Regions from separate parts of the Mus musculus genome. Here region 1 is linked to region 2. A link is a contact called in public ChIA-PET data. All regions are on one chromosome and are shown on one strand. The core of a region is the stretch at or near the end of the contact, and the rest is flanking DNA. Distances in the headings are between cores, read along the strand shown. Region 1 holds the start of Rnaset2a (ribonuclease T2A). Region 2 holds the start of Tagap (T cell activation Rho GTPase activating protein).

The links. ChIA-PET counts read pairs in DNA pulled down with a chosen protein or histone mark.
Region 1: a contact with region 2 is called in an RNA polymerase II ChIA-PET map of memory CD8 T cells, with 13 read pairs. The contact joins the promoter of Rnaset2a here to the promoter of Tagap in region 2. A contact is called at or near these places in 2 of 115 datasets of contacts at active chromatin or transcription factors (memory CD8 T cells and microglia).

The regions. Positions count from the first base shown.
Region 1 is chr17:8,146,075-8,150,271 of GRCm38.p6, forward strand. It overlaps Rnaset2a (ribonuclease T2A), which reads right to left and starts at 1,713. Exons shown (of 9, transcript NM_001083938.3): 1 at 1,520-1,713. The coding sequence starts at 1,620.
Region 2 is chr17:7,923,529-7,927,252 of GRCm38.p6, forward strand. It overlaps Tagap (T cell activation Rho GTPase activating protein), which reads left to right and starts at 2,472. Exons shown (of 10, transcript NM_145968.2): 1 at 2,472-2,580; 2 at 3,328-3,408; 3 at 3,498-3,551. The coding sequence starts at 3,382. The region is part of intron 4 of Gm1604a (predicted gene 1604A); the gene reads right to left.

The DNA of each region.
Region 1 (4,197 bases), core at 463-2,962, 220 kb after region 2:
CACAGGGTGCTGCCTCAGAGACCACTGTGGAAATGTTGTTACCTAGAGCCTGGCCTGGGAATGGTCCCTGGCCATGTGTGTCATTCACAGCCTGGCCTGGGTAGGCAGCCTTCTTACATGTTGTCTGTGGTATGTGCTCTATGCCTTGTCGCATGCACACATACTGACTGCTTCCATCACAAGTCTGTGACGTGAAGCTCTCCCAATCCAGAGGCTTCGCAGAAGGACTGTGGAGCTGTAGTGTGTTGTCCCCTATGGCGCATATGTTGGAGGCAGAGTTAAAGCAACAGTGGGAGCTTTTAGATATGGGACCAACTGGGACCCATCAGGTCACTGGTGATATGCCATTGGACAGAATTACGCGTTTTCCTGGGATCCTGGTTAGACCTCCTGACAACTGCCATAAAATAACAGATTAGGAAAGCCTTCTCTACACCAGAGGTGGAGCGCACCGTGAGAACACAGCTGAAGAGAGTTAAAGCGCCAGCTGTCTCCAGTTCAGAAACTTACTTGTAAAGTTCCACACTGACCCTGGGAGTTTAAACCATTCCTAGAAAGGCCAAGACAACAAGCAGGCTTACAATAAAACTCAACCAATCTCTATCCGTAATTCAGACAAAAGGAAGACACAATTTTAATCCCAGAACTCGGGAGGCAGAGGCAGGTGGATTTCTGAGTTTGAGGCCAGCCTGGTCTACAGAATAAGTTCCAGGACAGCCAGGGGTACACAGAGAAACCCTGTCTCGAAAAAACAAGGGGGGGGGGGGAGACAGGAGAGAGAGGGAGAGAGAGAGAGAGGGAGAGGGAGAGGGAGATCAAAAGCTTCACCTACTCCAATGTTCAAGGAAAGAGTCACAGAGAAGCCAAAGACCCACCCAAAACACGGGATTCACCTGGCCTTAGGGCTTAAATCATGCTTAACCATTGCGTCAGCTGCATACATTAAGCTTGTTATAGGAGAACTGTGCACTACAGCCTTAGCTAACACTTACTGCTCCAAGTACTTTCTGTGTCCGCTGTTCTTCCTGGTATCAACTATGTTGAATGTGAGCAAGCCTGTGCCTTGGCTCCAAGATCACACTCCTGGACAGGGACTAGCCTTTGCACCACTACCCTCGCAACACACACACACACAAACACACACACACACACGCACACACCATGCCCCAGTGACTGTAAATAAATATGAAAGCAAGCAAATGCCACTGGTTTTCAGTTACTCTCTGGGAACAAAGTTCTTCTGGAGAGTTATGCCCCCACCATTTCCGCTCCAGTGGTGTAAGCACCAAAGCTTACTAATCGACTGTTACACAGAGGTGAGAAGAAACCATAAAATGTTTAGTAATTAATGAAGAAGAACTGGAGCAGAGACCACCAGAGGTATCTATCCCGTTGTTCCAGAGAGAACCAAGGAGCGCGCGACAACGCAGGGACCTCAGGGGGATAGCTAGAAAACTTTAACAGAGAAAGAAGGGCATCCTTCGTCTAGAAACCAGCCTCCAGCCCTGCCGGCGCTCACCTCCACAGTGGGCCCGCCCCGCACAGAGAGCACAGCGCCAGACCCCAGCCCAGCACGGAGATCCAGCCCGGGAGCGCGCCGCGAGCCTCCGCCGGCGCCATCGCACTGCCCCGGGCTCCGAAGGCTCCCAGCGGCCTTTGCGCACGCCGGCTCCGCAGCCGGACCGACCTCCACCGACTCCTCAGCGCAGGCTTCCTCCTGCCAGCGCCGCACCACAGGGTAACCCCTAAGCCACGCCCGCAGACACGCCCACAGCCGCGCGCGGACACGCCCCCATGCCCCAGCCCAGCAGTCCCCAGGCTCCAGTTCCGGCGGGCACGCCCCTCACACTGCGCCCTAGCCTAGAAGTCCCCACGCTCCAGGCACCGACGCCTCAGTTCCTGGCACCAAACTGACTTGACCCCATTGCTTGGCCTCCCGACGCCTTGGCCTTCCGAAGGGATCAGTCCCCCAACTGCTTCGGACCTGACAGACACGCTCTCACGCTCCGCCTCCAGACGCCCTAAGGCTCTGACCCACCTGACGGACACGCCCCCCACGCTGTAACGGCCCCCAATAAGGGGACTTGCTCCCACGCCCCGGCCCACCTCGACTCCACGCCCCGACCCACCTGACCCTCCTCATGCTCCCACACCCAGCCCATCTGACCCACCTCTTGTCCCCATGCCCAGCCCATCTGACCCCCCAAGACCATCTGACCGATCATGCCCAGGCCCACCTGAGGAACCTCACACCCCTCTCTCGCCCCTCACATCCCACACACCCTAGACCACTTACTAGATTTCAGCTCCTCTTGCTAAGCCAAACCCATGTCCCCTCCTCACGCAGTCCCTCCCTCCAGGCGCCTGAGACTCCCTTGCTTTCCAGCCTCCAGCACAGCTGGTCCACAATGAGGGGAACACAGGGGCCCCTGTGCAGTAGCACTTAGACCTGTGAAACTCTCCTCCAGGCCTGGACCTCGTGGGAATAACACCATGGTTCAAAGTAAGTAAAGATCTCATGGTCGAGATTACTATCTGCCATTCCCTCCAGCCTGAGTGAGGCCCATGCCACTTTGCCCCCGTTGCCACTGTAGGAGCCCAGCTGCGGACTGGATTGAGAGGGCTAACCATTTAAGTCTCCTTTGCCAGGAGTGTCCAATTCTACACCCCTAGGCAGCACACAGCCAAGTATAGCTATGATGTGACCCAACATAAAATCACAAACCAACCTAAAAACCAAGCAAACTACCCCAAATTCTACTTCAACCTCAGTCATGTCTACTTAAACACCCGAGAAGCCTGCTTTGCTCCTGCCAAAGAAAAGCCAAGCCTGGACTTTCTAAGGCCAGGTGTTATTAAGAAGGGCAATTGCAGGGGAATGGCTGAGAACTACCACATTCATGGGAGGGTGCTGTAGTGAATAGTTCACATGAGTCCACAGGCTCCGAACATATTGTTGGCGTGTAATTTTAGAGCTGTACCAAGGACCAGCCTCTTCTTAAAGAGGATGAGCCCCAGCCCTCAGCCAGGGAGAGAGCAGCTCAGCATGACTTGGGTTATGATTGTTCTGTTGCATGGATTGGAGATGGACTTGGTGAGGAGCAGAATTGACAGGGACGTCGGGACTTTTATTTAGGTAACATGGGGGAAAGACAGCTCTTGCAATAAGCCATTTCCCAGATCCGGAAGAGTAAGGGGTTTGGTTTTGTAATATTTGCCATCAGTTGGAAGGAGCCACCAGTTACTTCCTTTATCCTCAGCACAGGTCTCTCATCCCTTGAGAATTGCAATCCACCTACTGTTCTCATTTCCCTCAGCAAGGGACCTGATCAGAGCATGGGCTCCTGCTTCCCCCTTCACTGACACGGGTCCCTTCAAGACCCTGGGCTTAGTTTTGTGTTTATAGCTGTGTATTCCTGGGTGAGTTGTTGTTGTCTTTGAGATCGAGTCTCAGTTCGTAGTTTTGGCTGACCTGGAATTTACTATGTAGACCAGCCTGGTCTCACAGAGATCTGCCTGCCTCTGCTGGATTAAATGCAAGGCTCCAGCTTGTTCCTGTTTTTGTTTTTGTTTGTTTTTTTTTAAGAGCTTCCAGGTTGCGGAAGTGCTTAACCTCCCAACAGCTGGATGTGAACCTGGAACAAGTGTCCAGTAGAAGCCTAAGCAGCCCCATGCAGCCTGAGGAGAGGAGAAGCGTTTGTGATAAAGAAGAGAAAGGGAAAGAGGTGCTCTAGCTTTCGAGGAAGCCAGGCAGCAGGGAGGTGAAGCATTGAAGGGATTTTATTCCCTCTCATAACATAGTGTGAAGGGACAGATGGGGAGGTTTGAGGGATGGAATTTGCATGTGTATCTGTGGGACCTTGGCAGGGCTGGGTATAGGCAGGGATGCTCCTGTCCATAAGCTGAGGTCCTTAAATCTGTTTAGACCTCAGAGGCCAAGATGGCATAGCCTTTTGGTGACCTCTGAGTTTTAACGGAGACTTCCCAAGGCAGTTTTCAAGAGATTATGTTGAAGCAACCAACTGCCCCAATTTTGTCGGCTTGTTGCAACATAGTTTTCTTTCTAGATGCAAATAAGGCCTATGGGGTTTTTTGCCCTAGACCCAGGGTGGAAGATAAAAAGCTCCTTCAAAAGGCAGAGTGACATTTTTGATGGCCCCAAACACATTAGCTCTGATGCTTCATCATCCAGTGGAA
Region 2 (3,724 bases), core at 1,222-3,721:
CTCTCCAGTGCCACAGCTGGACCATCTGCCATCTCTAACATCATCTAACAGTCCCACAAACTTGTCTGTTAATTAGGTGTGGACTGTTGGACTCCCCAGGGCTGCTGATACTGCTGAACGTCTTTCCGATGGGTTCTGTTATCAACAGTGGGGTTCTATAAAAGCCAACATTCTTCTGCTTTACAAATGTGAGGTCCCAGGTTACACTTTTCTGTTGCCATGGTTACTGCTGGATGGGGGGGCAGGGGAAACTAGTAACTCAACAACTCTGTCAGTTACTAAAAGCTGGACATGGATGGTCTGTGGAGAGTTATAGACACAAACTCTCAATGTCAATGTAGGGTCTGAAGAATGGCTCCATGGCCTCACAAGCGTGAGGAGCTGCGTTGGGATCCCTGATACCCACGGGAAAGCCAGCAAGGCAGTAGGCGCCTATAACCCTAGCCATGGGCAGGGAATGGACAGGGGCGTCACTGGATAATTAATCTAGACAAATTGGTAGACACTCTAAGTCCAGTAAAGAGACCCTGTCTCAAAAGTAAGATAAAACACAGGAAGACATTTAACTGTGGCCTCCATAAGCATGCCTGCACAGAACCCTGGCATTGCATACCATACACATACATGTCACACACACACACACAGCACATATATACACACACAAATCTGTTGCTGTAGCTGTTTCTGTGGGTCACCACATCATTGACGGTACGAAATGCGTTTTATTTATTACTAACAAAAGTGATAATAATTCTGAAGTTTCAGGACTGTGCCCTAAATCTGCGTCTCTGCTAGCTAAGTGTCCCTCATGCGGGCCCCTGACCTGACAAAGCGGGTATAGACAAATGAACCACTTGAAGTTACCCTGAGGGAAAGCATAGACTGCTTTGGCGCTCGGGATTAGAAGGCCCAGCTGAGTGACTTGAGCAGCTATGGCCAGAGGAGCTCTAGTTGTCTGGCCTGTGACACAGGAAGGCCCACTTCAGCTAAGAGTGCTGATAACTATGTGCAGTGAGGCTCTTGAAATACAAGTATGTGGCATATATAAAGGTGTTAGGTATGACTTAGCGGGCTCACATTTTAACCTCGGTATTCAGAGTTCATGGTAACGCCAAGAATGAGGGCTGGTGTCCCCAAGGCCAGTGTTTACACCGAGGCACGGGAACCTTCCATCTCAAGAAAAGTTTGAGCTGTTTTTTTGGGGGATGCTGCAGATGCTCAGGCTAAGAGTTCTATAACTCAGAAGACGGCTCAGAATTAAGATGAAAAACCTTGTAAAGTGGGCTCCATTTTCACATCATCGAGAGAGCCTTCTGTCTGGTGAGGAGAGAAGGCTTTCTCCAAAGTAGCAGTGTCCTTGACATTAGAGAAGCCCAACACCAATCCTGGATTGGGGTGCAGCTCAGAGGCAGAGTGTGTTCTGAGGGGCAGGTTTTAATCTCCAGCTCCAAAAACATAACGTCTTAGACAATTCTGTGGAATACTACAGAGCCAAACATCAAATTATCCGTGGAATGTTCAAAGCCATAGCTCTGAGGTGGGATGCCAATACACACACACACACACGCACACGCACACGCACATGTACACACACACACACACACACACACACACACACGACCTGATTTGATCTCGAAGGAAGAAGAGGAGGTGACACAACAGAAGATGCCAGATTGGAGGGCAGTTTTACATGCAATATAATTTGCAGCATCTGCATTTCAAACCGTTGTGTTCTTCTAGATTTTCCAAAGATGCTACCATGTTGACAAACATGTGACGCTTTTTGTTCCCTTTACAAAGTTGTTGATCCTAAAATGAACACATCTGTACCCATCTGACTGACTCCGTACTTCACAATAAACTTAGGGCAGTGGTTCTCTACATGAGAAATAAATGAATTTCTCAATGGGCAATTCCCCTAGTTCCAAAGAAACTGGTGTAGCTTTCGAGGGTAATTTTCAAAGAGGGGAAGTCATCCCTCCATCTCCGTCCTGGTTTTATAGCAACACCCTGCACCTAGATGTGCCAATTGATATCTAGTCCTGGATGGAGAGGATGGTGGGTGACCGGGAACAGCACCCAAACAGGACACCCAGAGCAGGGAGGGGCCAGCAGGAACAACTAGAAAGGAAAGTGATGTTTACACACAGAATAATAAAATTTCTCATCCTGCACACACCACCTTTGACATCAACCAGAGCCACTGCCTATGTTCAATATGTCATGGTTTCCACTCCTAGTAGTTTGTAGACATTTTTACTTTGAAATGGGGGGGGTGGGAATTAGGGGGGTTAGGCTTGGAAAGAACCGGCGCTGCCCTAAAAGGAATGAGGAAGTGAGAGCAGAGCAGTCTCTGGCTGGCTTTGGCTGTGTAACAACCCATGATGTTCCTTCCGGCCCCAGTAATATTCTGAGTTTCCACCTGCCCGCCCCCGCCACATATAACACTCAGCACACGAGGCTGAGGGCCCAGTGCCTTGTCTCTGTGGGTGGACTCCTAGGGTCAGAGTGTCATGTTGTGTCTCCCGTTTTCCACAGTTCGCCAGAGGTAAAAAGAGCTCTGGCTGAAGACCGTTGCTGGTAAGTACTGTAGATTAACAGGACAAAACATAAACTGCCTTGTGGGTCGAGGGTCTTGGGTCCCTGAAGTGTCAGGGGCCAGTGCCACTAAAAACAGCTCTATTGAGAAACATGTGTCAGCCTTAGAAGGACTCTGAATGGAGAATGCTAGGGGCTGTGTGTCAGCTGCCAGCTTGGGGGCTTAGGGATTCTGTAAATGTTATCTTTTGTTTCTGTACACTGTATATATTGTCCTGGAGGTAAATTTCTGTCTTACTTGGGTTTCATGAGAGTGCAGAGCTTTTAATATAGTATGTGCGAGCACTCAGAAAAGCAAGTCTTGGTTGTTGTAATGTGTACTCAGGCTCTCCTGATGGGAACTTAGTAACTCGTAACAAAGTTTGGGAGTAGTAAAGGCGTGTGGCTTAAAGAATTTAGGATTAAGTTTCTCAGAGGCTGTTCTTAATCATAGGTGACATTTAGGAAGAAAGACTGATGTTATCTTGCTTCATGGAGTCGTAGGAATTTTTATTTCATTTGGATAGAATAAGACACAATGAAAACTTGGATGAGATTCTCAACGATGCTTCTTAGTGGGAGCCCAGTTTTAGGTGAACACTTTTCTATCCAGTAGCTTTAAGCTCTGGGTCCTTTTTTGTTTTGTTTTGTTTTGTTTTTTGTTTTTTCAAACTGACTTTGAAATTTGAATTTGACTGGACTAGTTATTCTATTTTCTAACTCTTTTCATTTATGATTTGTTGTACACAGGATCAAAGCCTCGAGGTAGTGGACCCCCCTCTTGGACTGTCAGTCTCCATTCCAATGAAGCTGATAAGCAGTCTCGATGGTGTACGTAAGTCCTTTGCACCTACTCATTCATCTTGTCCACAGACAGGGGCTGAAGGACCTTCGCTGATGTTCTTTTTCCTCTCTTTTAGTCAAAAACACTTAATGCTAACAACATGGAGACATTAATTGAATGTCAGTCAGAGGTAAGAAAGTAATGTTTTAAACTTTTTATTTGCACTGTAATTAGATAAAAGACATTCTTTTGTTACTCATTTGGGTTATTTAATTATTGGTGTGAGATGAATATCAGATTATAAACTAAACACGTCTATTGAGATCTTCCAAAATAATGTTGATCTGAGAAGATAAAATACAG